4 separate regions of the Mus musculus genome follow, and all the other regions are linked to region 1. Evidence: chromatin contacts called from public promoter capture Hi-C data. All regions are on one chromosome and are shown on one strand. Each heading gives the region's core, a stretch centred on a gene start, on an enhancer-like site or on the middle of the called end of the contact. The rest is flanking DNA. Distances are from core to core; before and after follow the strand shown. Region 1 holds the start of Mindy2 (MINDY lysine 48 deubiquitinase 2). Region 2 holds the start of Mns1 (meiosis-specific nuclear structural protein 1). Region 3 holds the start of Zfp280d (zinc finger protein 280D). Region 4 holds the start of BC065403 (cDNA sequence BC065403).

The links. Promoter capture Hi-C pulls out the DNA fragments that hold promoters and counts their contacts.
Region 2: a promoter capture Hi-C map of erythroid cells shows a contact between it and region 1, with 27 times the contacts expected there. The contact joins the promoter of Mns1 here to the promoter of Mindy2 in region 1. A contact is called at or near these places in 2 of 39 promoter capture datasets (erythroid cells and liver).
Region 3: a contact with region 1 is called in a promoter capture Hi-C map of liver, with 8 times the contacts expected there. The contact joins the promoter of Zfp280d here to the promoter of Mindy2 in region 1. A contact is called at or near these places in 6 of 39 promoter capture datasets (cranial neural crest, embryonic stem cells, erythroid cells and 2 more).
Region 4: a contact with region 1 is called in a promoter capture Hi-C map of erythroid cells, with 20 times the contacts expected there. The contact joins the promoter of BC065403 here to the promoter of Mindy2 in region 1.

Annotation. Positions count from the first base shown.
Region 1 is chr9:70,655,911-70,659,443 of GRCm38.p6, forward strand. Mindy2 (MINDY lysine 48 deubiquitinase 2) reads right to left here and starts at 1,264. Exons shown (of 9, transcript NM_172772.2): 1 at 363-1,264. The coding sequence starts at 1,136. Gm31872 (a long non-coding RNA gene) reads left to right here and starts at 1,761. Exons shown (of 3, transcript XR_379591.4): 1 at 1,761-2,302.
Region 2 is chr9:72,437,249-72,440,447 of GRCm38.p6, forward strand. It overlaps Mns1 (meiosis-specific nuclear structural protein 1), which reads left to right and starts at 1,281. Exons shown (of 10, transcript NM_008613.3): 1 at 1,281-1,431; 2 at 1,992-2,213. The coding sequence starts at 1,429.
Region 3 is chr9:72,273,019-72,276,668 of GRCm38.p6, forward strand. It overlaps Zfp280d (zinc finger protein 280D), which reads left to right and starts at 1,870. Exons shown (of 22, transcript NM_146224.5): 1 at 1,870-2,011.
Region 4 is chr9:72,408,083-72,411,389 of GRCm38.p6, forward strand. BC065403 (cDNA sequence BC065403) reads right to left here and starts at 1,785. Exons shown (of 2, transcript NR_152222.1): 1 at 1,588-1,785; 2 at 562-1,406. It overlaps Gm27230 (a long non-coding RNA gene), which reads left to right. Exons shown (of 8, transcript XR_003948355.1): 6 at 1,206-1,248; 7 at 1,331-1,929; 8 at 2,635-2,813.

The DNA of each region.
Region 1 (3,533 bases), core at 14-2,513:
AATGTTGAATTTTTAATACAAAAAAGACCTTAAGTTGGGGGCAATTCTTCCTGACATGTTGCCACATGAATAATCTTTCAATAAAGAAATCCTGGAATTAATTTCATGTAATAAGAGACTGTTAGATATAGGGGTGCATGTCTGTAAACCTAGCACTCTAGAGGCTGTAGCATTAAGATCTTAAACTGTTCGAGGACAGTTTAAGCTACACAGACAAACCTTGTCTCAAAAAAAAAAAAAAAAAAAAAGGAGGAGTCTGATGAATGGAAGGAAGCCATCAGCTGACAAACAGCAGTTTCCTCACCCCATTTTGCCCCTCCCCACCCCACAAGCTGTAGGAAGTAGAAAGCTGCAGAGTGTACCTTCCAGGCGAGAAGCAAAACATTGAGGATGGCCAGCAAAGGGCAGGGTCCATTCTCATTCTGGGTGATGATGGGCGTGTTCTCCTCTTTCCACTGGATCCATTTGATGTGATACACCGACTGTCCGGGAAAGCGTTCTTTGGAGGCCGCTAGCACCTGAGCCGGGTCCTCCTCCTCCTCTTTGCATAGAGGTGCAGCCCTGGGCGGCCCCGCCGCGCCCTCCTCCACGTCCTCGGGGACCCTGGTCTCTGCTCCCTCCTCACTATTGAACTCAGAGCTACTGGGGAAAGAATGCAGGTTGGAGAAAGACTCCAGGGAGTCCAAGCTGGGCGAGTCCCCAGGGGGGCTCGGCTCGCTGCAGCTGCTGCTCGGGGCGCCGGTGCTGCTGGGCTCTTCCGCCGCCTGCTCCACCCTGCAGGTGCCCGTGTCGCCCACTGGCCCCGACCCTCGGCCCGCCGCGGCCTCGGCCAGCTCCGGGGAGGCGGTCACCTTGTGCTGCCCTCTTGAAGGCACCTCCGAGGCGGCAGGGCTCGACGACGCGCCGTCCTTCAAGTCCGAGCCCGCGCCGCATCCGAGCTGCGAGGGGGACGTCGGGTCCCCGAGGCTGCTCCGCGCTGCCGCCGCCGCCGCCCCCTGCCCGCCGCTGTCCACCGCGCGTCCAGCGGGACCATCCTCAGCCTCGCGCCCGCCGCGCCGTCGCCCTTCCGGCGGCGACACTCGCCCGGCCGCCACCCCTAGTTCCAGAGGCTGTGGGCTGTCAGGGCTGTTCTCCATCCCCGGCCGCCCGCCCCTGGTCCTATAGACACCGCGGCCGGCTCTCCTCAGCAAGCGCCTCCGACGCCATGACAGCCGCTCTGTAGCAGCTCCAGCGCCCTAGCGCGGCCTCGGCCAGGCACGTCACCGTAGAGGGCGGCGGGAGCGCGCGCGCGTGCCCCCGCCCGCCCGCTCGGAGCGTGCCTCCGCGTGACTGCGCTCGTTGAAGCGCCCGGACCCACTCGGGGAGCGCTTCTCCCCCGAGGCCACGCCCCTCCCGCGCGTTCAGGCTAGGGAAGGCAGAGCGAGGCCAGGGGCGTGGCTGAGGGCGTGGTCAGGGGCGCGGCTCGGAGAGCCGCAGCGCCACTAGGAAAATAATCTTGTGTGTGCTGCCGGAAGTTGAACTCCGGGGCATCCCCGCTGCGCGCGGTTACTTTAAAGGCAGTGGCTGAGGCTTGTAGGGAGTGTGGTCTACTTTGGGCTTGAGCCTGGTGGACCCCGAAAGTGGTAGTAGCATTGGAAGACAGCCATTCCCTGAAGGCCTCGGGAGAGCTGGCTTTTTCTTTTCTTTTTTTTTTTTTTTAGCTTTTAATGTTGAGAATTGGAAGCATTTCTTAGGAAATGCAAATTTGAAAGGCGAGTTCTGTTGGAGGCTTTTGGAAGACTGCGCAGTACAGGGACAACTCTCCCTGGGTTTTGGCTGAGAATCGCTGCGCTCCCAACCAGCTACTGGTTTGCCTTGCCGGAGGTTCAATGAGGTTGTGGATATTGGCCTACGCCCCAGGCGAGAGGGTAAATTTGGTCCAATAATAATAAATCAGTTTGCGTTTGAAGCAAGCCAAGTCTTTGCGGTTCTGTTCACTTGGCTTCTCTTTGCACAGAGTGGGAAGCTTCTGCTTCCCGAAAAAATGACTTTTAAAATTAGAATTGACTTCTCATCAGGGCTTGACATCTGCATAGAGGATGGACAGAGTTGCCTGCAACTTTTTTTTTCTATTTATTTACTTACTTATTTATTGGCAAGAGTGGATATAGATCATCTAACCTGCTCTGGAAAAGTGGGGTGTTTTTTTTTTTTTTTTTTTGGTTTTTTTGTTTTTTGGTTTTTTGTTTTTTTTGTTTTTTTTTTTTTTCCTGGACCCTTCCCTCTTCAAAGTTGTCTGAGAATATAAAAATGAACAAGACAGGTGGGTCTTCCTTTAGTATCAGGTATACAAATATATGGTGCATCATGGATTGTTACACTTCTGTCCTGCTACTGGTTAGAAAAGTAGACAAATTAATGCATTATTTTGCTCATTCATGTGTTAGCACCAAGCATGTTACTGAATACTGTGTTTCACACTAAAAATATCACTATTATCTTCTCAGAAATGATGATCTCTTTCTCGGCACTCTCTTCGACTTCTCCCTCTTTCTTCCCACCTCCAACTCTCTCCTCCCTTCCTTTCTTTTCTTCCCCCCCCTTTCCTTTTTTTTTTTTTTTTTTTTTTTTTTTTTTTTTTTTTAGGGCTGGGGCTCAATTCATGTATGACAAACACTCTACAGAGCCCTCTACTACTTTGCTTATCTTATTTCACTTTTGTTTTTTGAGACAGAGTCTCAATTTGTAGCCCTGGCTGGCTCTGCCTCTCTTCCAATTTGAGAGTCTCACCCTGTGTCTTAGACTAACTGACCTGGAATTCACAGCAATCCTCTTGTACTTTTTCTCCCACTCCAATTTTGAGATTATAGATGTGAACGCTGTGTTTTTAAGACTGGAAGTTATCTTCCTTTCTTTCTTTCTTTCTTTCTTTCTTTCTTTCTTTCTTTCTTTCTTCCTTCCTTCCTTCCTTCCTTCCTTCCTTCCTTTCTTTCTTTCTTTCTTTCTTTCTTTCTTTCTTTCTTCCTCCCTTTCTTTCTCTCTCTCTCTCTCTCTCTCTCTCTCTCTCTCTCTCTTTCTTTCTTTCTTTCTTTCTTTCTTTCTTTCTTTCTTTCTTTCTTTCAATTGAGGTTGGGTCTCACTATGTAGTGTAGCTAGCCTGAAAGTTGTTATGTAGGCCAGGCTGGACTCAAACTTTCAGAAAATTGCTTGCCTCTGCTTCCCAAGTGCTAGAATTAAGGGCATGTGCCACCATGCCAAGCAAGATCGGCAATTCCTGAAAACTGGAAAAGTTAGAAAAGATAATGGAAAGTTTTTTCTGAGTGTTGAATTTTGGAGTTCATGTTGATCCATAAGCAATAATTCCTGCCATCACCATTGAGATTTTTCTTTTTCTTTTTTTATTAGATATTTTATTTATTTCCATTTCAAATGTTATCTCCTTTCCTGGTTTCCCCTCCGAAAACCCCATATCCCCTCTCTCCTCCCCTTGCTCACCAACCCACCCACTCCTGCTTCCTGGCCCTGGCATTCCCCTATACTGGGGCATAGAACCT
Region 2 (3,199 bases), core at 31-2,530, 1.8 Mb after region 1:
GGTCTTTGTGGGCATCAGGCACATAATGGCGCATAGACACTTTATTTACGTAAAGTTAAATCTCAAAAAGTTCTTAAGAAAAAAAGATAAAGTATGATTGTGAAAACACGTAGAGTCTTTAACAATGTTGATTTCACAGAAACTGTAAGCAGATTGGTGATGACAGGGGCTAGGGCAGGGGGAAATGGCGAAGGGCTAGACTGCAGTTAGCAAAATATAGTCAGAAGTACAGGGGTGCACAGCCAGGTGGGGGTGTAGGATGGTAATATGCTGTACATTACAAAAAAAAACCACACAGAGGAAAAGATTGTTTAACCCTAAAGAAATATTTTGATGTTTACTGATTTAAATATTATACAATGCACCAGGATGTTCCATGATATTCCACAAGACACAATTTTTGGTTTTAATGTATTAGCTAAAATTTAAAGTTACACAAACCACATTCTTAGTAGAGTTCCAAGGGATTGTTAGCTGCATCCTAAGTCCAAGAATGCTTTGCATTATATGCTTTGCCCCACAGTCAGTTTCATATATGATTTATTTTTGGTTTTTTGTTTTTTTTGAGACAGAGTTTCTCTGTATAGACCTGGCTGTCCTGGCTCTGTAGACCAGGCTGGCCTCGATCTCAGAAATCTGCCTGCCAAGTGCTGGGATTAAAGGCGTGCGGTGACTATTATCATTATTGTTACTAATGAATATGGGGGGGGGGGTCTAGACCACAGTGGGTGGTGCCATCCCTCGGCACGTGGTCCTGGCCTTAGAGAGCACTGGGATTGCAAGTATGCATCCACACCTGTTCCGTTCCGTTTTCACGTGCTCTCCAGTCTCACACTCCGCTAGCGATCCAGTGGCTTCTGTTCCAGGTAAGTAAATAGGTCTCGTCCGTGTCTCTAAGTTCTCAAAATATTTCATCTCTAAAATGAGTGTATCAGGGATGGAGCAATGGCTCGGTAGGGGGCCCTGCTGCTCTTTTGGAGGGCCCAGCACCCACGTTAGGCAACTTGCTACCGACTGAGGATGGTAGAGGGGCACCATCCCTCAGTCCACTGCAGTGACAAGTCCGAGCTTATTGGGGTTCCTTGGGGCTTTAGCTGGGCTCCAGACCGCAGAGATTAGCTCCCTTCGGATGTAAACGGCTCCCGCTAGGGCAAAGCGTCCGAACTTCGCGCTTTTGGCTTGGTCCTATGGAAGGAGCGCTCCTGCCTGGCAACGAAGACTCTCCGTGCTGATTGGATATTGTGCCAGCCAATGGGAGGCCGCGTCCCTCTTGGGCGGGCGGTGCATTTTTGGCGGTTGCCGGGACACAGCTTAAACTTAACCCAGCGTGCACAGGTATCCGCTGCCGTGGCTGCTGCTCCGGAAGACGCGTTTGCAACTGAGGCAGAGACCCATCCTGCCGGAGGAGGAGGTTTAAAGCCAACCGAGATGGTAAGCAGCTCGGAGGCCGGGGGAAGGGTCGGTCAGGGACTTTCAAACTGTTTATTTGTAGTCTTGAGCTCTCTGAAATACAATTTGAAGTGCGTAATCCGAGAGGTCAGTGAGAAACTTCGATTTGCTTACTAGAAGGTTCTGGGTTTTTTTTTTTTTTTTTTTCCAGGAACACTCCAGGCATTTCTGCACCTTTCCCCCTCTCATCGAAATAGATACATCTTTAAATCTGCTCTGTTGTGGGTGGGGGGAAAGGCAACTCTCTGGTGGTAAAGCTGCAGCTGGAGAGCATCCGCATCGCACTCACTGACGCTGTTGAATTTTAATTTAACTTTTCCTGCTTCCACTACAAAACAGGGACTATTAGTAGTACTCAATCAGTACGCCGTTAAGTTTACATTATCATATTTAAATATTAATTAGTATATCCTGAATTAAAGCCAAAGACCTTTTATACTGTTACCTATTTTATAGTGTTTATTATAGGGATTTTCAGCAGTATCTTTTTGAAAGAAGAATATTGAATTCTGTGTATTTCCCTTTCCCCCTCGCACTTGTAGGCGACCAAAAAGAGAGCTTTGAGCTTTAGTGAAAAGCATCAGAAGTTAGTAGATGAAAAATTCCGCAAATCATTGAACATACAAGTCATGAATAAGTTAGAGAGGCAAGCCAAGAACCAAGTGGTGCAAAATGAAAACGACGAGAAGGTGGAACGCCAGAGGTTCCTCAGAGTGCTGCAGAATGAGCAGTTTGAGCTCGACATGGAAGAAGCCATCCAAAAAGTAAGTTGCAATGTCCTTGTTAGTTTTCTTTCCTTGGAAAAGGTGAAAGATGGCTGTCAGCCCTGCCTGGAGTTGAGGAAATACAGAGAGCTGGGAACTGACTGAATCCTTTGGAGTCCTGGTTATTTTAGCTGAAGAACGTGGTGTCAGTTGGTCAGTTTGCATGCTTTTAACAACGAGCAAATCGAAAGACTTTAGAATAGCATTTGGCAAGAATATCCATTTTTGTTTTTAAACATAAGCATGAAATCCGTAATTGTTAACATCACAGTTTTGTTTATGTGAGTGCAACCGTGTTGCCTTCTCTACATTTCTAATAAGAAATTTAAGAAATTCCTTCCTTTCTAAAAATTCATGACGTTAAACATAGACACTATTAAAGTGGTAGGAGATGGACATATGTGTGAGATGTACACTTACTCATATTTTTAATTTTTGAAGAATTCAGTTATTGAATGCGTGTGTTTACATCCTGCTCTGCTGGCTAAATCTATCATGAGTATTTCTAAATATTTTTTAGGAGATTGCAGTAGAAGAGGAAACAGACAGGAAGTGAGACAAGTGAATTTTCTCCTAAGTGTGAAAAGAACGTCCCCTGTTTTGTTGTGTTTTGAGCACTAGCGTGCGGTTATGTCCAGGATTTTGAGGGTGGATCTGGAAATAGCAAAAGAAAGGCTTAAAAGTGTGTCGGCTTCCTTCTGTCCTAAGTTCCAGTAGCATAGACCTGACCCTTTAATTCTGAACAGGAAAACCCTGGCCTCCCATCTTTTTATTCTTATTATGTCTTTAAGGAAACTCCCATATACCCTAACTCTGCCTAGCAACCATTGGTCTATCTGATGAAGTGGGGATGTTTTCTTTCGAGTGTTGTTCTGATGTCATCTTCTCATGATAGATGCCTCTAAGCAAAATTCTGTACTATGCTGAAATCTGTCCTTAGCGTTGGCTTCTTTTAATCAGGACCAGGCAAGGTTCATACAGCGTAT
Region 3 (3,650 bases), core at 620-3,119, 1.6 Mb after region 1:
TGGTCATTTTTCCCAGGAGCTGCAATTGCTCCCCCAACCCTCTCAGGCTAACTTCCACCAGCAACTGCCCTGGCTGCCCTCTTTCTTCTCCTGTCCACCTTAGCTACATGGATAGAAAACATTAGACAGTTTTATTATTTTAAAGCTAGCCAGATAACTCAACAGCTGGGTAAAGAATTTCCTGCCCCAATTCTATCAGCCAGCTCCCCACAACCTTCTCAGTCCTTGCTGGCAGCAGAGGCTACAATAATTCTAAGTGTCCCAAGATCTACATGACTTCAGCTTCCCTTTCCATCCAAATCCTGGTCCAAATTCCTCTCTCCCTGTGTCCCTTCTCTTCTGGGACCTGCAAGTCCCACCATTTTTCTTTCGTCCAGCAATTGGCTTCCCCCCTTTTTATTGACACAATCAAGAACCAAGTAGGGATACAACACCTCCCTCTTTACCTACTCCTTTAGAATTCCAGGGTATCTTGAAGACCCACTGAAACATCCAACCTGAATTGAGCAATTACTGAATTCTTGGACTTTTTGTCCATAGCCAGCCATTGTTGCTTATAAGTCATTCTAATAACCCCCCTTTCTATGCACATGGATTCATTCTCTAAGTTCAGTTAGAAAACTAATAATATAGGTACCTAACACTGAGATGGTGACTGAATTGCTAACCTCTCACCTGACCACCTGGTGTCTCTTTCAAGGAAGTGATAGGCAGACAAATCCTAAATTCACAATACTGGGCTTAGCCCACCTGCAGTGTCCTCCTTCTGTCTTTCTAATGGATCTTGCTCCTCTCTGGCTTCTAGCCCCCTGTGGTCCTGTTCTGCAGCCCTAGCTCCACTGGCCTCCTATTGGGTTCCCAGATCCCTTCCCTTAGTATCTGCAACTCACTTTATATATGTATCAGCTTTCTGCTTTTGTCCTCTGAAATCTGCTGGTCTCTTTAAACCTTTTGTACCCATTCTCTAAGTATGAAATGTATTGAGCTAGTAATTAAGACTGGAATAAAAGAAGCTTTGATCGCCGAGAGCCTGGTATCTATAGACACTGAGGCTATTTGATAGAAGGTAGCTCATAGTATTTGAGTTTATGTGTATCTGTGTTTTTTTGTCTGTATATATGCCTGTGTGCCACTTTAGTGTCTGGTGCCTACCGAGGCCAGAAGAGGGCATCAGATCCCCTGAACTGTAGTTGTGTGCCACCATGGGGTGCTGCGAACCAAATTAGGGCACTCTAGAAAAGCAACATGGGCTCTTACTCATTTTACATCTCTCCAGCCCTCGTTTTATTGCCTCTTTCTTTCTTCCTTCCTTCCTTTCTTTTTTTTTTTTTTAACAAAATCTGACATCGTTCAAACACACAAATGTCCATCTACATTTCGGACATAACATGGTGTCTGTTTCCTTACAGATCCGACTTACGATGAAGTATTCTTATAAATACATCGGCCATTTTTTTCCACCTCCAATTACGGATTACTATTCATACAATAGGAGTGAAAAAGATACCCAAACAAAAACGTACTTTCCAAAAACAACGTGGTACTATCCTGGAAACTCATCTCCTTTTCCTCTCACACCCTTCCCCATGCCCTTTAACCCTCGCACACGGAGAAGGATGGAACTCACTGCTGAGTGCCTACAAATTCTAGGCCTGAGGCGGCCATGAGCGCCACGGCCTAGCTCAGCCCGGTCCCCGCGTGTCCTCGCCGGCTGCTAGGGCCCGGCCGGCCCGGGCCTTCGAGGTCCGCAGCACGGCGCATATGGCCGCGCTCGCCTCCCGCGTTGGCGGGAAGACTGGGAGCGCGGACGCGCGAGGCCAACCCGGAGCCTACCCATGAGGCACTGCGCCCTGGCTCGCGACAGCCCCCTCCCCCCTCACGGCGCCCAGCAGCCCCGCTCCGCGATGGGAGCCGGAGCGGCCTCGGCGTACACAGCCCGCGCTCCTCCCTCGCCTCCTCCTCTTTCTCCTCCTCCTCAGGGCTCCAGTCAGGCCGAGCCGCTCCGCTCACGGTAAGCGTCCCCCGCCCCGCGCGGCCGCCCGCCCGCCCGCCCGCGAAGGCCCTCCCGCGCGGCCGCGCCGCCGCACTCCGGGGGCGCAGGGTGGGGGTCTCGGGCCGCGGCGCGTCGGCGAGAGCGCCCGGGCCGGGCAGGGCAGGGGCCGGCTGCGCATGGGGCCGGGCCCGCCATCTTGCCGGGCCTGGCGCGGGAGGGTTCCCGGCGCGACGAGGCGAGGCGGCCGGCGGCGCGGCGGCCCACAGTACAGGGCCGCCCAGCCGTCGCCTCGCCTCGTCGCCTCGCCACCGCGCAGATCCTCCCATCGCTTTCTCAGCCCGGCTGTGCTCTCGGGGGACGACTCCCCTCGGTCCTTTGTACCTTGTCCGCGGGTGTGTGTGTGTGTGTGTGTGTGTGTGTGTGTGTGTGTGGCGGAGACCCGAGCTCACAACCCAACCCACTCGACTCTTCACGCAAGAGCAGAACCCCACTGGCGTTCGCCATAACAGCCACAGAGGCCTTACCTTGTGCTAGACGACCGCTCCTATCTAGCCACCTTTCTTGTCAAAGGAATGTCCCCACTCTGCCATAGCCCCGCTATTGTCTACCAGAGGAGGGCTTTGAGGAGAACCGAGCCTGACAGATTTTCCAGCTGTGCGTTGCAGGTTTCACTTAATAAACCACAAACGAGTGGTCGCGCTGAGGTTTTAGCCTGCGCAAGAAGATGGTGTTTTCACGACCAACCTGCATTTGTAACCCGTTAGGAAAGAAATATGCTAGGAAAAAAATGGACGTTAACCTGCTGCGAGCATGGAGACTTTTGGCTTCACGAAGAAAAAAAATTTTTTTTTTAAATAGTCCGCCATACTTAAACATTTGGCTTTATTTTCAAGTTTGGACTGAATCATCTAAATACTTGGACGTCTTTTAGTGCCCTTAACCATAAATTCACACGATGGAAGTAAGAGTTTGAAGGTACAAAACCCTTCCCTTGGCATCTGTGTGCTATCTTGTTTTGAGAGATGACTGTACCAACTCAAGTTGTTTGGATGTAACTGATAGGGTGAAGGGACCGGGTTGGAGGACCTTGTGCTTTTTGATGGTCCACCATCTGCACTAAAGCCATCCTTGAGTTTGAGTGGTTGTATCTGTCATTGGTGTCAATGTTTACCTTGGGCTACTTTCGGAGACGTTTTTGTTGGCAGAGCAGTTTTGAAGGTCAGCCTCAGAAATGACGATGAGAACGCTTGGCTACCGGGGCCATTACGGAACCTTAAGTTTTAGGACTCCTCATTCAGCTCACCTCAGTATTTTATGTCCCATTTTCACTGCAGTGAGGTTCCTGAGAATAGGTGAGGAGGCACAGGCCTCCACATTTGAGAAACTCCGTTTGCCATTAGACTCTAATTTCTGGATCATTTGTTATCTTTAGATGTTATTAGTGGTCATGTTCTTTCCAAGCACACTGGGGAGTTGAATATAGCATGTTCAGATGCCTACCACCTAGTGTGAATATTTGTAAACATTTTGTCACATTTGCTTTGTCTCAGTCTGCTGAATATGTGAATGATTGCTAAAGACGTTACAGTTCACCCCTAAGTACTGGATATGTATATCAATAAAGAAAAGATAAAGGCCACTTTCTCTATACTACCGT
Region 4 (3,307 bases), core at 535-3,034, 1.8 Mb after region 1:
GAAGCCTGGCTGCCCTGTGAGCAGCTCTCTCTCATGGGCTTGCTCAGAGCAGACCCAGAATGCTTCATCTTCCTCACACATACTTCTCTGGCTTTCACAAAGCCTTTCTGGAAGCCACTTCTGCCCAGAATGTCTGCCTCGGAGCCTCATGTCTCGTCTGTTCTATCCAGAGAAGGCAGGTTAAGCAGCCCTTTCCAGAAAGGCTTCCTTTGTCCGGACCACCTGATCTCTCTCGGGCATTCGGGTAGCTTTGCTAAATGTGGACACTGTAGTGCTGTGCACGTTAGCTTTTAAAAGCAAATGTTTGATCCCTGGTATACTTTGATCACTTGGGTACACTCGGACAGATAGCAGTGTCCTGCTTAGTTTCCTTTCCCTGAACCTTAGAACCGGGAGGGTAGAGCATCGGGCTGGATCGGAGCGCCACCTACTGGTACAGGTGTTAAAGACTGTCAGCTACATTGTGGCGTCCTCAGTGGTCTCAGGCACACACATTTACATACACTCAGTCACGAAGCAACTCCCAGTTGAATTAAGTACTGCAGAATGTGCTACAGCTAATTCAGACTTCATTCCAGTTTTAATAAGATCTATTTTTTTTCCAAAAGAAACACAATAGTGGGGGGGAAAAAAAGAAAGAAAATACTCGGTACTCAGGATATGAATGAAATGGCATCTCCAGAGGGCCGATGGGAATCCTGGACTTGCTTACTGGCTGTTTTGCAAAACAGGTTTTTAAAAAGTTACTTTTCAAAAATCATACACGAAATGAGGAACCAAAACAGTCGGGTATTAGGATCCGTTTAGAAAGCCCTAAGAAGTGGCTTTATAAAGAAGACTAGCTGGTTGGTCTGTTTATTCCAGGACAGTCATCCTTCTGTAAGATCTCCCCGCAGAACTAGCCACGTTTATGCCACAAACACCCGAGTAGGTGTGAATGCTCGGTGCAGATAGCAGAGTAATACTAGCAATCCTTAATCCCTAAAAGGATGTCATTTTTCAGTTTATTAAATATTTTCTCAACCCTTATCAATCTTAACTTTTCCAATCTTAGAAAACAATTTGTTTTGTGAGTAGATATAAATAAAACATACAGAAGTTGCTCTCTAAATCGAGAGAAAACTTTTCTTTGCGCACACTGGGGCCCGATGTGGATAACAGGATCATTAGCGACCAAACAGATGATGCCTCTTTCTCTCTAACAGAGACTCGCTCAGCGGCAGAGAGCCCTTCAATTCCAGCAGAGAGGTGAGCTCAGAACTTGTCACTGGTTTCTGCTTGTACTTAATCTTCCTGTTTATTCTTGCTTCATTAAAGTCAATCTCCACAGGGCAGACTGTCATCCGAGCTCGGCCCATCCTGCTGTCTGCGCTCTCCAGAGAGCGTGCTTGATCCTGATAAACAGACTGCGAGCCAGGCATGTGACTGAACGTGACTGAACTTCTTAAGGGAAATAGAAGACATAAAGGCGCCCCTCCCACACCCTCACAGCAGAATTTGTCAGGCAGGGCCATCCTCTCAATGGGGATGATGCTTTTCCAAAAGCCTGCCTTTCAGACTGTCTGAAGTGAGATAGAGGGTACTTACTGTTATCGTTGTGTGGCACGAGGCCCTTCAGGTTGCCTTAGCTGATGTCATTCATCTGCCAGGCCCCTCTCTTGGGATTCAGTATCATCTAGAAGCTGTCTCCTGAATGATGTGCTACCCCGCTAGGAACTGCAGACAAAGATACTGTCTGTGTTAGTTACTTCCTCATAGCTCTGACCACACGTCAGACTATCCCAGCATCCTCAAGATTTCAACATGAGAAAGCAAGAAAGGTCTTGAAGTCTGGACCCTTCCAGTAACTACTAGAAGTCCTATTGGAGGATTTACTACCCCACCCAAAGGGCTACTCTGGGCTTCCGGCCACCGTTCAGTTTCTCAGTGGTAAGAGCATTAGTGAAGTGGATTGACAGCTCAGCAGAGAAAAAGCTGCCCCAGCCGCTGTGGGGTTGGGGTGGGGTTGCAGCCTCTGCAGAGCCTCCCACGCTCAAAAGCTCAGCTCTCTACTCCATCTCTGGGCAGTGGCTTTTCCCTTGTACCTCTTACTTTGATCCTGTTTCTTGGCTTTTCTTAGGATGTATTATTTAGCACTTTATTCTTTTCCATCTTAAAATTGAATTGTTAAGTTAGGGGCTAGAACCAAGAGTTTGTGGAAATGGTTATGCAGTTCCTTCTATTAGGGGACTAGGGGAGTGTACTGAGTGAAGTTTCTCTTCTGGGTGCTGCTGGGAGACGAAGACTTCTGAGAGGTGAGGTATCAGGCCTTTCTTTGAGCATTGACAAAGAGGACATGTTGAGGTCCCCAAAGGAAGAACCCTCAAGGGAGCGGCCAGAGAGAGTTCAGGTGGGGGAAGTCGCAGGTCAGTTGAGGGACTTGGTTGATTTTTATGGCAACAGTGGCATCTGAACTCAGTCATGAAGGGTTTGGTTGCTCTGTGACATGGATACTTTGATTTTATCATTGTCAAGAGCTGAGAATACCACTTTTCATAAACATATATAGCACAAAATGTTAGGAGTGTCATTAGAGTCATTTCAGAAGTTGTTGAAGCTAAAATTTCTTTATTGGTTTCTTTTATGAAATTCAAGCCGGTAGTCAATAACAACTGGATTCAAGATCAAGCATTCCAACACAATTCAATCCAACAATATGCTAATTTGATGCTCACATAGTAAAGAATGATGAAACGAGAGAGCTGGCGAGATGGCTCAGCCGGTTAGAGCACTGACTGCTCTTCCAAAGGTCCTGAGTTCAAATCCCACCAACCACATGGTGGCTCACAACCACCTGTAAAGAGATCTGACGCCCTCTTCTGGTGTGTCTGAAGACAGCTACAGTGTACTTATGTATAATAACAAATAAATCTTTGGACTGGAGCGAGCGGAGCCAACCAGACTGAGCAGAGGTCCTAAATTCAATTCCCAACAACCACATGAAGGCTCACAACCATCTGTACAGCTACAGTGCACTCACATACATAAAATAAATAAATCTTAAAAAAAGAATGATTGGACAAAAATATTAAATGTCTTTGTTTTATATAATCTGTATATGTCTCTATATATGTCTTCTATATGTCTCTATGAGAATTGAAGACCTTGTATGTACAGAAAAAATACAAAATCCAACATACAGTAGCTCTGGCCTGAGCTGGGGTGATTCAGGCAGTGACCATGGGTGCTGTGTGGTGTCACAGTTCACCTGGTACATACAGACTGGCATGGTATGTTCAGATCGGAGGCTATAATGAAGTCACATGAA